Linked DNA regions of Sus scrofa: region 1 is linked to region 2. Evidence: chromatin contacts called from public HiChIP or PLAC-seq data. All regions are on one chromosome and are shown on one strand. The core of a region is the stretch at or near the end of the contact, and the rest is flanking DNA. Distances in the headings are between cores, read along the strand shown.

Region 1 (6,283 bases), core at 984-3,483, 130 kb after region 2:
ATAATAAATCAACAGTTGAAATCTGTAAGATGTCAGATATGTGCTATGGAAAAAATACATCAGGGAAAAAAGAGAGTGACTCAGGTAGCAGGTACAATTTTAAACGCAGTGATCAAAGCAGGCTTATTGAAAAGGTGATTTTGAGCCAAGATATGAAGAAGTAAGTAATCCATGCAAAGATGTAATAGATGAGAATTTTAGGAAAGTAAGTAACAAATACAATCCTCCCAAAACAGCAAGAGTGTCTGGCATGTTCAAGTCAACAAAGAAGCCTGTATGACTGGAGCAGAGAGCAGGGATGAAAACAAAAAAGGAGACTAGAGAGTTACAGGGGTGGGAGGATTGGGAGAACAGGGAAAGTGGGGAGTGGACAGAGGTTAAGTGTAAGGCCTGGCAGGGAGTAAGGACTTCAATGGAAAGCCACTAGAAGATCTGGGCAGTGATCTACTCCTAACTCTGAAGAGGATCACTATCACTTCGGCTGATACGTTGGAAACAAACTATAAAGGGGATAATGGTAAAAGCAGGAAAACCATTTAGGAGCTCCTGTGATAATGCAAAAGAAAGGGGTAACAGCTTGAACAGGAATTGAAGAGTGGAATTGCTTAGAATCAATATAAAACCTAACATTTATTGAATGCTTACCATATGCCCAGCCACTGTTACAAGCACTTTACACAAATTAACTCACTTAATCCTTACATTAGCCTTATTGGGTAAGTATTATGATCTCCATTTTACAGAAGGGGAAACTGACAGAGAAGCTAAGTGATGTGCCCAAGATCATATAGCTAGAACTCAGCTGAGCCAGGATTTAAGCCCAAATCTAGAAAGCTTTTCCATGCTGGAAAGACTAAATCGATAATGTAATTCTACTATGCAGCTGATTATAAACACTAAATCACTCTAAAATGCATTTTAAATCACTCAAGATGAAGAACTTTTAGTCCACAGGCTGTTTAAACTGTATTTCTTTTATTTTAAAAATAAACTAAGTTTAATTTTACTTAATTAATTCAATGTGTTTTAAGGAGGTGAAACCTCAGCATCGGATCTGAGAAAAACGATCTCTGCTGAGCCAGGATTCCATTAGACAAAAGATACCAATATTTATACTTTTAATTTTGCCTCGAACGACCCTAAAAATGTACTGACTTGTGGATGGCTTGATTTAAAAGTCTGGAACACAGAGATAGAGGAGAATCGTAAGGCAATGCCTTTACTTTAAGGAAGAGGCTATGATCAGAACTCAAGCGGGGATACAATGCACAAAACATTGTGGGGAACAAAACATTCTGAGCAAGGACAGAAGGAAGAAGGCCAGATTGGAATAGCAATCAAACTGACGGCGATGAAGTCAGTCAAATTACGAAGAAGGACAATGTTGTTTGTGATGACCTTTTTTTTTCTTTTTATGGTCGCACCTGTGGGGATATGGAAATCCCCAGCTAGGGGGTCGGAGCTGCAGCTGCCACCTACACCACAACAGCCACAGCAACACAGGACCCAACCTGCGTCTGTAAGCCAGACTGCAGCCTGTGGCAACAATGGAACCATAACCACTGAGCAAGGCCAAGGATCAAACTCACATCCTCATGAACACTATGTCAGGTTCTTATCCCACTGAGCCACAACAGCAACTCCAAGGTTACTTTTCAATTTCTTAAACAGCTCCCCTCAAAGTTGTTTTTGAATAGTCTCGCCATTTTTTCAGCTGAAATAGTATCAAGCTTTCAAAAAATTAAGAGCCTCAGGGAAAGGCAGTCAAGAATCACTCAGTTTTAGATCAGACAATGCAGGATAAAGAAGAGGTTCATCTGTCACTGTGCCTGTCATTCCCACACCCAGACACCAGATAATCTTTGTCTCTTGTAAATATTTAAAAATGAAATTGCTTCAAGTTTTAAAAAACCAAGTTGACAAAGGAGTCAAAAAAGGGTCCTGTCACATTGTCAGCTTCATTTCAAAGTAAAAGGAGAAACCCCCCCCAAATAAACCCACATCTTCTGTACCAATATAAAGCGCTCAACCCTTCAGTTGCCAACAAAGATTCATACCTCTACCCTCTAAGGGTAGTATTCCCAGCATCAAAATGGCTGTGAATGAAAAGCAAAATGCAGCAACCCACAAGTCTTGACTCTGGTCAAGGCGATGGCTAGGGCAGTTGAGGTCTAATGCATAGTGTGGGGACAGGAAAACTATCCCCCACCACTTCCTCTTCCTACATAATGAACCCTGGAGCCTGACTGGGCCAGCTCTGAGTCACTCCCTCAACTTGTGCTAAACTGCCAAACAAAGCTCATGCTGACTGTACCTTCTCTTCTCTCCTGAGTTTCACTTTAGTGTTACGAATTTTAGGTTTCTTTGGTAGAATTACAAGGAGAATGAAAAAAGACACTACTCCCCTTAGGTCAGAGGAGCTCTATAGTGACTGTATATTTTTTAAAATCAAAAGTCAGAAACATTAAAATGTTGCCATACTGGCGAAAGGGGGGGAGGTCTTTGAAAGTCAGCTTATTCAATCTTCTACTTAGTAAGACTCACTTCCTACAGCACCTTGGACTGATGGTGATCTCTATTCTGCCTATGCAGCTCTCATGAAAGGGCACCTTCTCTCTCAGGGTGGCCTACACAACTCTGATGCAAAGACTGGAGTAGGATGGGCACAGGTTTGCATGCCCTCTCTGACACGTACCTAGCTGTGTGACCTGGAAAAGTTCATTTCTCCAAGCCTCATTTTCTTTATCTGAAAAGGGGATAAAAACAGTACTATAGAGAAGTGTTAAGAGCTTGTGCTCCAGAGCTAGACTGCCCAGCTCTGCCAAATATTAGTTGTTTTGATTTGAGCAAGTTTAATCTCTTATTTCAATTTTCTCATCTATAAATTGGACATACCAACAGTATATACCTCGAGATCTCCTAATGACTAAAAAAAGATGATACATATGAAGTTCCTGGAATAGTTATTGGTTTCTAGAAAGCCTAGGAGAAATATTAGTTGTGACTTTATTATTTTCCACATGAGAATAGGGTTTACTAAGACAACATATTTAAAGCCTTTAGCATGATGCCTGCTACATAGTTACAAACTTGATAATATTGGTAATTAATAATTTCTGTCACCTTCATCTTTTGGTTCTAGTTCAAACATTCTGGAGTCTGTTCCCTCTTCAGCACGAATGCCCTTCAAATATTTAAAGAAATCTAACACACCATTCTTCAAATTTCTCTTTTAAAGGCCAAACTACACAGAGACTTTTCAATGAGTGTTCAAAGGTCACGGTTCTCAAATCTAACTGATAAGCTTCATCTAGAGATGCTGCAGTTTGCAGCCCTCTTAAAATGTGGCACTATTGGACACTAATTATAATCTGACCAGTAAGAATTCAATGCAACTACCAACTCTCCTAGGCTAGGTATTGTAACTACTAGTTATTAATGTAGTCTACATTTATACTGACATTTTTTAGCAACTATATCACACTGTTAAAGAATATTAAGTCTCTGATAACTACAATATCCCCATCTTTTTAAAATTACTATTAAACCTGATTTCTATCCATCTTACTAAATTCACCTCTTTAATCTAAGTCCAAACTTGGGTCTTCAACCCTCCTCAATTTTTAGAATGTACCGGAAAGCCCTGAAATCCCTACCATGAGCAATCCTGCCTGAACTGAACTGTCATTTTCCACTGACTTTAATCATAGGCCTTGGGAGTACTAAGAGATGCTTTAGGGGATCTCCTCTATTCCAGACATACTCCTCCTTTCCCCACTGTACAGGAGTCACCCAACTTCCCTTCAATAGTCAAGATGAACAGAAAGGGATAAGTATCCCTATTACCCTTTCACCACATTACAGATATAATCTGTGTCCAACACTGGGCCAGCGGCAGAGTCCTATGTTGCTTCGCTGAAAATCATCACCCAGGACAACATGTGATTTTAGCAGTATACTCAAGTGAAAATGTACAATAAATTCAACTGTTTAGGCTAGATGAGAACACGGGGGCTCATACTATTTTCTCTATTTTGGGCATATCTGAAATTTTATATAGTAAGAGAAACTAAAAATAAGTATTTATTCTAAAAAAATATGTGTATGTGTATATTTGCCTACATCTTTGAGTTTAAATCTAAAATATTTAAAACAAAAAAAACACTTCAAGAATATAAATCTCTTAGAGACTGCCCAATCAGTTTGCTGGTAATGAGTAATTATGTTTGATCTTATAATTCAAATGCTTTATATTTAAAACCAGAATAAGATTTGAAAATATAAAACATCTAAATATTTTCACCATGAGTATTTTAAAAACCTACTTGGTAAGAGATTGAGCTTTCTGCTGTAGGAAAGTATCTCTGTATGCTTTAATGGCTTGAAGACTTTTTTTGTCTAACATTTTGGCAGCTGCTGGTATTTTCTGGATCAAGAAATTATCAGGAAACCAAATAATATTAGCGGTTAGAGTGATGGCTGGTACCTGAAATTGGAAATGTTAAGAGGAGAGAAATCATTAAGCACAAGATAAGCAATAAATTGTTTAATAGTTCTACAATATACAATGGAAGGCAATTTATTCTTGAAAAGTAACAATAAAAAGATCCCTTAGGAGTTCCTGTTGTGGCTCAGTGGGAAAGAAACTGACTAGCATCCATGAGGACGCAGGTTCAATCCCTGGCCTTACTCAGTGGGTTAAGGATCTGGCGTTGCCAGGAGCTGTGGTGTAGGTCACAGACGTGGTTTGGATCTGGTGTTGCTGTGGCAGTGGCGTAGGCCAGCAGCTACAGCTCCAATTAGACCCGCAGCCTGGGAACCTCCATATGCTGCAGGTATGGCCCTAAAAAGACCAAAAAAAAAATTCCTTAATATGAGACAAATTACATTACTATGGCACAGAGTTAAAGCATTCCTATATCTGGTGTGGTGCATGACAATAATTTTATTCTGCCTAAATATTAAACAACACACACACGTACATGTGCTCACAGATTTTCAGATGAATATGCAAAAAATTAAATAAAACTTGAATCCTCATGACCTTTACTTTCACAATACATATCTCAAAAAAGAAAATATAAATATCCAAAATGGCTGTGTACTCATGGTCATTTATCACATGATTCTATACATAAATTAAATTTTTAGTTTTGAAATCAGGTGCCACATCATGCAAACAGTAAAGATATGGAAAAAAAAACATTTCAATAATGAGAATGAGAGATAAGAAGAGGGAGAGAAGAAAAGAGAAAGTAGTAGTTAACAGTAATAGAAAGTTAATGTATAGGAAAAGATCTAGAAAAGCACTTATTATGTATTTATCCCCATACAAATACTATTATGTGTATGTATTTATTGCTTGGATTGCTATTTTTTTTTTGGCCGCACCCACAGCCTGCACAAGTTCTAGGGTCAGAGATCAAACCTGCACCTCAGCAGTGACAATGCCAGATCCTTAACCCACTGTGCCACCAAGGAACTCCAAGTATTATGTATTTATATAATATGAAATTTTGGGGTATTGTCATTTACTGTGTTACTCACTTCTGGGAATGCTTAGATTTTAAAAATAAATATGACATTATTTCTGTAATTATTACAAAATATTATTACACAAATTATTATTTTTATAAGCAGGAGTAAAATACATTTTACAATATCTAATTTTGGAGTTCTCTTCTGGCTCAGCAGGTTAAGGATCCAGCACTGTCACTGCAGCCACTCAGGTTGCAGCTATAGCATGGGTTCAATCCCTGGCCCTAGAACTTCTGCATGCTGTAGGTGTGGCTAATAAATAAATAATCCAGTTTTACCCAAAATATTTTCTATCTACTTAAATTGAAAAAATAAAAGTTCCAAGTTCTTACCTTCTTACAGATGTCCAATAAAGACTTATAAAACTTTTTATCAACAGTTCGAAAAATCTGAAAGTGCAGTACAAAGAGTCCACAAATTCCAACATACTTGCCCTCTGGTCAATTTCAGAAGGTTCCCCTTATAAAACAGTAACAGGAGAACAAAACAGAATATACTTAAAATTCTGCTTTAAAGGAAATGAAAACTTGATAAACAACAACCAAAAAATGCATTTTACATACCAAGTTTAGCTTCTACATTTGCAAAAATTGAGCGAATACTATGTGCAAATTCTTCAGCAAAAGTGCTATTTTTTGACACAGATATTCCTCCATTGAGAGAATCAAACTGCTGTTCTATACAGGCCTGGACAAAAAACATTTAGAGAAATTTAAACTCTCATAAGCTATTTTGACTTGATATG
Region 2 (6,550 bases), core at 2,313-4,812:
TCCAACTGTAACCAGAGCAATGTGTTAAGTCATTTACATAATGACTAATAAATATATAAATTAATGGAAACTTCTTTAGAAACCAGCCTAGAAGTACACACTAAAATATGCAGTTCTTCCATAGTTTTCGCAGTTATAATATGCATTCTGATGCAGTTTGAATTTTTTTTTTGGCCTTCTTAGGGCCACACCCACAGCATATGGAGGTTCCCAGGTTAGGGGTCCAATCGGAACTGTACCCACTGGCCTACACCACAGCAACACAGAATCCAAGCCACATTTGTGACCGACACCACAGCTCACAGCAACGCCAGATCCTTTAACCCACTGAGCGAGGCCAGAGATCGAACCCGAGTCCTCATGGATGCTAGCCGAATTCGTTAATCGCTGAACCACGACAGGAACTCCCAGTTTGAATTCTTAAAGTGGTAATTTCCAAACTGAGGTGGTCTCCTGGCCAATATCCAAATCGGAATCTCTGAGAATGTGTTTTGAAACTGCTCAGGTTCTCTTCCAATTGTTCTTGTATATGTTTGGTAAAAAACAAAACAAAACAAAAAGCTTAAAAGATCTTTTGAGTCTTGTTTGGTTTTTTATTTTAAAAATGATGATGTGGTTGAAAGGAAACAGGAACTCATCATGTCTGGCACTTGTCACAAGCTGGGAGATGTGGTTGGAGGGCCAGTTCCCTTCCTCTAAACTAAGGAATTTAATGGACCCAATACTCTCAAGTCCTTACCTCCACACCATTCATACCATAATCTTTCCTAAGGGATAAAGTGGACTCGAACTTCTATTACTTTAATTAGTGTTCTTGGCAAGTCTGAATTGGACCAGCCAAGATTCATCCTGCAGAAAAACACACTTCACTGCTGGCAAATGACAAGCTGCTCGTGCAAGGGAAACCCAGCAAAGCTCCTTGGCAGGTGTATTGACTTCTAGTTGTTTTCTAGGAGACTATTGAAAACCCCACCCTTGGCTTTGGAGAGCATTTTTCTTCTTCTTTTTTTTTGTCTTTTTTTTTTTTTGCCATTTCTTGTGTCGCTCCCACGGCATATGGAGGTTCCCAGGCTAGGGGTCCAATCGGAGCTGTAGCCACCAGCCTACTCCAGAACCACAGCAACACCAGATCCGAGCTGTGTCTGCAACCTGCATCACAGCTTGTGGCAATGCTGGATCCTTAACCCACTGAGCAAGGCCAGGGATCGAACCCGCAACCTTGTGGTTCCTAGTCGGATTCATCAACCACTGAGCCACGACGGGAACTCCTGGAGATCATTTTTCAAAAGTGAAGTCTTTATCCCTGGGCAAGAAAAAATTAGTTTAGGCAATTCACAAGACCTAAGTTTAAGGTAAAGCTTTAGCTTTAAAAAAGGGGGGGAGGGCAGCATTTCATTGCATCTGCTTTGCTGTTATTCATCTATTTATCTATGACTATCAGATGTTTATTCTGGGCTCTTCATGCAGACCTGTAAGTGCCTTGTTTAGATGACTTCACACTGACACTCTCTTGGTAGAAATGTTGCCTTGTTCTCATAATAAATTCCACCCGTTATCTTCCATACTTGCCACCATTTGCCCAGGAAACTTTTCTTCCTCGTGTGTACAGGGGAATGTTATTGTCTTTTTAAAAAATCAAAATCACTTTGGAGGCAGTTGTATATTGCATTTCTTTTTTCTTTTTTTTTTTTTCTTTTGAGGGCTCATCCGAGGCATGTGCAAGTTCCCACGCTTGGGGTCGAAACAGAGCTACAGCTGCCAGCCTATACCACAGTCACAGCAATGCCAGATCCAAGCCACCTCTGCAACCTATACCACAGCTCACAGCAATGCCAGATCCCTGACCCACGGAGCGAGATCAGGGATCTAACTGACATCCTCAAGGATACTAGTCAGGTTCGTTTTCACTGCGCCACAACAGAAACTCCCGTACATTGCATTTCTCATTCTTATCAGACAGTGGAAAGGAAAACATAGTTTCTAATCCTACTGTGAAAAAGTTTCAGCCAAGCATGGACATGAGAGATCTTAAAACGTTTTGCCGCATTAAAATGTGTAGCATATATACAGTGACCTGGAAAAGCAAATTACAGAATGGTAGATATAGAATAGTCACATTTATGAAAAAAAGATATAAACATGTATTATGTACCAAAGTTTTTGAAAGATAATACGCAATAATAATACATGAACAGTTGGGTTATTCTAGGAAGTATAAGATGGAAGACAAAGGATTTACTTTCCATTTTTTACCCTTTTGCATGATTTGAATTATTTTACCCCAAAGTAAATACTACTTTTATCATTGAAATTAATTAATCAACAGTGGAAAATGCATTAAGAGCTTCCCAGGGCATTCTGATCATCAGGCTTCAGTTTCAGGGACCATTGTACCAGGCAAATGAGATAAAAATGTCCATTAGCATAATTTCTCTATTAAAGGAATTACAGTTTCTCTCAATATGCAAGTTCTTCTAATTAGTCTGTAAGCTCCAGGCCTCAAAGCAATACTGACACCTGCTAGCACTTATGTACACAGAAAGTAATAAAGGAGAACTCAGGATGGAGGAATAAACAAGCAACTCATATTGAAATTCGGAGGTGGAAACATTTTAGCCCAAGGAGAAAAAAAGCCTTAAATCTGCTTTTACAGGGAAACTAAATTCCTATCCACCATCTCCTACCTCCCATATATAAACTATTTTGTCTCTCTTCCGTTAATGAAAAGACCCATAAATCAAGCTAAAATTTCTACTACCTTAGATCCTCCTGAAAAATGTGTCCGTGGTCAACATATTGAGTGTTATTATAAGTACTATAATCATTTATCATTTTGATAGGTCCTAATGAAATAGGCTGAGTCAACCCCAAAGAAAATATTCTTTACTTTTCTTCTTTTCTGTTATTTTAGTACAAACATCCCAGCAACAGCATATAGTGAGCTGTCGCAGGGGGCTTAGGTCTTTATTGGAGAAGGAGTATGGGCAGGGCAATGAGGAAGGCTCCCCCATTCTAGGAGGATAGTAACAGTCCTGCCTGCCCCACGGTAGGGAGTGCGGCAGGGTCTCTGGCCAGGCCATAGTCCACATGGGAAGACATAACAATCAGTCACAAAGTCATGGGAACGCCACACAAGCCTGGTTGTAGGGCCAGGCACTACAAAGAAGCCTAGGGCAGGTCCCCTGCACCAAAGAGAATATTCTTTAGAATTTCTCAATGGTTAAATTCCACTGCCACCAGTCAACGAGCAAGAATCTTATCCTTCTTGGATAAGACACTTTGAGACACTAGCTTCGAGACACTAGCTTTAACACATTTTTTTTCCCTTTATCCTCTTTGATAAGTCTTGCCCTAACACTCTGCCATTAGCCATTTAGAGAACAAAGCAACTTTACATATGTGTAGAAGAAATCTCAGGACAGAAGTACCTGCAGGTAGGAATTTAGAAAGATACAAATGATTCTCAACTCAAGCCCTTATAAAATTTAATAAACAGAAACCTCAATTAAAATAGAGCCAAGAGACCAGAAGAGGGAGCTCTCATGCCCTATCACTTAGTAGGGCCCAGCGGGAAGTACAAACACTTTCTCTTCTAGCCTGGAAAGAGCTCAGCCAATGAGCCACTGTCACATTTCAGGCAATGAAAAGACACTATACTTCCAACTCTCAATTCCTCCAATGGATTTCTTGTTTTATAGCACTCCCAATTTTCTTTTCCCCTCTTTAGAAGAATTCTTTTCTTGCTATAGACTTGTATATGGCTCGTCATGGCTGTGGGTCTGGATTGCAGCTCTTTGCTGATGCCTCCCCAACCCATTTTTGCTGGAGAAGTAATTGGCAGTCTGTTTATCTTAGGTCAACACTCTCCATCAGAACAACAGATGATACCAGTTCAACACTGAGATTCCCTGTGGCCATACCTAGAAATTTTGATTCAGTAAGTTGGGTATGGGCCCAGAAATCTGACTTTTAGCTAGTGCCCAAGTGATTTTGATGCTCCTCATATGGGAACCATTGGAGACAAGTTGGAGCCACCATATCTGTTCTACACAGCCTCCTCCTAGACATGAGACAAACTTAAATGTTTAAGCTACCAAATGGAGTTTTCTGTTACTTATGGAATTCAATAACATGTACATCTTAGCAAGCCAACATGACACCTTGCAATATAGTGATTTATAAAATATATATTTGATCATTCAGATGACCAAAATATATTTCTCATAAATATTTGGCCTTCTATGATTTCTTTATTATTATTATTTTTTGTCTTTTTGCCATTTATTGGGCCACTCCTGTGGCATACATATGGAGGTTCCCAGGCTAGGGGTCGAATCAGAGCTGTAGATGCCAGCCTACGCCAGAGCCACAGCAACTCAGCAACCTACACCACAGCTCAGGGCAAGGCCAGATCCTTAACCCACCCACTGAGCAAGGCCAGGGATCAAACCCGCAACCTCATGGTCCCTGGTCGGATTCATTAATCACGAGCCACAACGGGAACGCCTATGATTTCTCACTCACAGCTCCCAAAACCCTTGGAACTTCCTGAGAGCTGAAAGTGATAAAGATGTCTTTTGTTACATAAAAGAGGTGACTTTGGGGTTGCCAAGGGAGACTACCATGTAATTAGAGGTTGGGAATTTTCAGGCCTACCCTACCATCTCCAAGGGTGGGAGAGGGGCTTGAGGTTAAATCAATAACAAAAGACCAATGATTTAATCAACCATACCCTTGTAATGAAGCCTTCATAAAACCCCAAAGAATGGGGTTTGGAGAGCTTCCAGGGTGGAGGTGCTGGGGGAGGGGTATGCCTGGAAAGAGGTAACCTCCATGCATTCCTTGTCCCGTGCATCTCTTCTATCTGGCTGTTCCTGAATTATATCCTTTTGCAGTACGCCAGTGATCCAAAGGTAACATGCTTTTTCTGAGTTCTGTGAGTCTCTCTAGCAAAATAGTCAAACTTGAGGAGGTAGTCGTGGAAACCTCAGACTTAGAGGCAGGCAGTCAGAAGTATAGGTGATGACCTAGACTTGTGACTGACATCAGAAGGTGTAGGAGACTTGGGCAGCCTTGTAGAACTAAACCCTTAACCTGATCTGATGCTATCCTCAGGTAAATAGTGTTAAAACCAGCTGGAGTCTGGAGAATTCCTCATTGTGTATGGGAGACAACCACCCACACATTGGAAATTGAGTCTCAGAACCCAGTTTGCCCCTTCACCATCATTTAAGTGCCATGTCTGCTCATCATCAGTTTCTCTAAAAAATTTCCTTTTCATTTTTTCCACCTTCCTTGTTTCCAAATATTCTTCACATTTTCACACTTTTAACTTTCTCCCTAGTCCAAGTTTGTCCTGCCTTTTTGTCATTCATGTTTTTAAAACACGAATATGCCTAAATATAAAATGCCTACTTATAGATTATTATTAAACAAATTATAACATAGTCCACCATAAATTGAAAAGAAAGTTTATAGACATCTTCAAAATTATTAAGCTTTTAGCAGTCACTAATTTCTCAATTTATTCACTCATTAAGCAAATGCTCATTGCATATATATTATCTGCAGAGTGATGTGCTAAGCAGTGAAGGGTATTCTAAGAGAATAAAATCCACCTTCTCCCCTGGAATTAGAGGGTAAAAGAGATACAAGCCTGAAACAGTCATGTAATAATGCAAAGATAGCAAGTGATAAAAAAAAGGTTTTGCTAAAAAATTTATTATTGTTTAGAGAGAATGAATTAAAGACCTAAAGGTAAAACCAGAGACTATAAAACTCCAGGGGAAAACATAGGCAGAATACTCTTTGACACAAATTGCAGCAATATTTTTTTGAGTCTATCTCCTAGAGTAATGGAAATAAAAACAAAAATAAACAAATGGGGCTTAATTAAACTTTAAAGCTTTTGCACAGCAAAGGAAACTACAAACAAAACAAAAAGGCAGCCTATGGACTGGGAGAAATTATTTGTAAATGAAGCTACTGACAAGGGATCAATTTCCGAAATACGCAGACAGCTCGTAAAGCACAATATCTAAAATACAAGCAACCCAAACAAAAAATAGCAGAAGACCTAAATAGACGTTTCTCCGAAGAAGACATACAGATGGCCCACAAGCACATGAAACGATGCTCAGTATCACTATTATTAGAGAAATGCAAATCAAAACTACAACCAAGTATCACTACACACCAGTCCGAATAGCCATTATTAAAATGTCTAAAAATAGGAGTTCCTGTCCTGGCTCAGTGGAATCTGACTAGCATCCATGACGACTCAGGCCTCGCACAGTGGGTTAAGGATCCGGTGTTGCCCTGAGCTCTGATGTAGGCTGCAGACTTGGCTTGGGTCTGACGTTGCTGTCACCACGGCATAGGCCAGTGGCTACAGCTCTGATTTGACCCCTAGCATGGGAACCTCCATATGTCACAGGTGTGGCCCTCAAAAAGACAAAAGACAAAAAAAAACTATTATATACTTGAAAGTTGCTAAGAGTAGATCTTAAATGTAATCATCATCACACACAAAAGGTAATTTTGTGTGGTT

Evidence for each region. HiChIP or PLAC-seq counts read pairs in DNA pulled down with a chosen protein or histone mark.
Region 1: an H3K27ac HiChIP or PLAC-seq map of alveolar macrophages shows a contact between it and region 2. The contact joins two enhancer-like sites. A contact is called at or near these places in 1 of 47 Hi-C or Micro-C datasets (epiblast stem cells) and 1 of 2 datasets of contacts at active chromatin or transcription factors (alveolar macrophages).

Annotation. Positions count from the first base shown.
Region 1 is chr5:79,452,893-79,459,175 of Sscrofa11.1, forward strand. It overlaps WASHC4 (WASH complex subunit 4), which reads right to left. Exons shown (of 34, transcript XM_021092625.1): 11 at 6,102-6,225; 12 at 5,974-5,997; 13 at 5,871-5,971; 14 at 4,326-4,486. Among named protein-coding and RNA genes, the nearest start is that of WASHC4, 19 kb to the right of the region's middle. Within about 2 kb of position 2,234, at least 6 of the 83 cell types and tissues checked have an H3K27ac peak or open chromatin away from gene starts, as enhancers often do. A contact at or near this core is called in alveolar macrophages, where this site is marked.
Region 2 is chr5:79,322,464-79,329,013 of Sscrofa11.1, forward strand. No RefSeq gene overlaps it. Among named protein-coding and RNA genes, the nearest start is that of KANSL2, 20 kb to the left of the region's middle. Within about 2 kb of position 3,563, at least 1 of the 83 cell types and tissues checked has an H3K27ac peak or open chromatin away from gene starts, as enhancers often do. A contact at or near this core is called in alveolar macrophages, where this site is marked.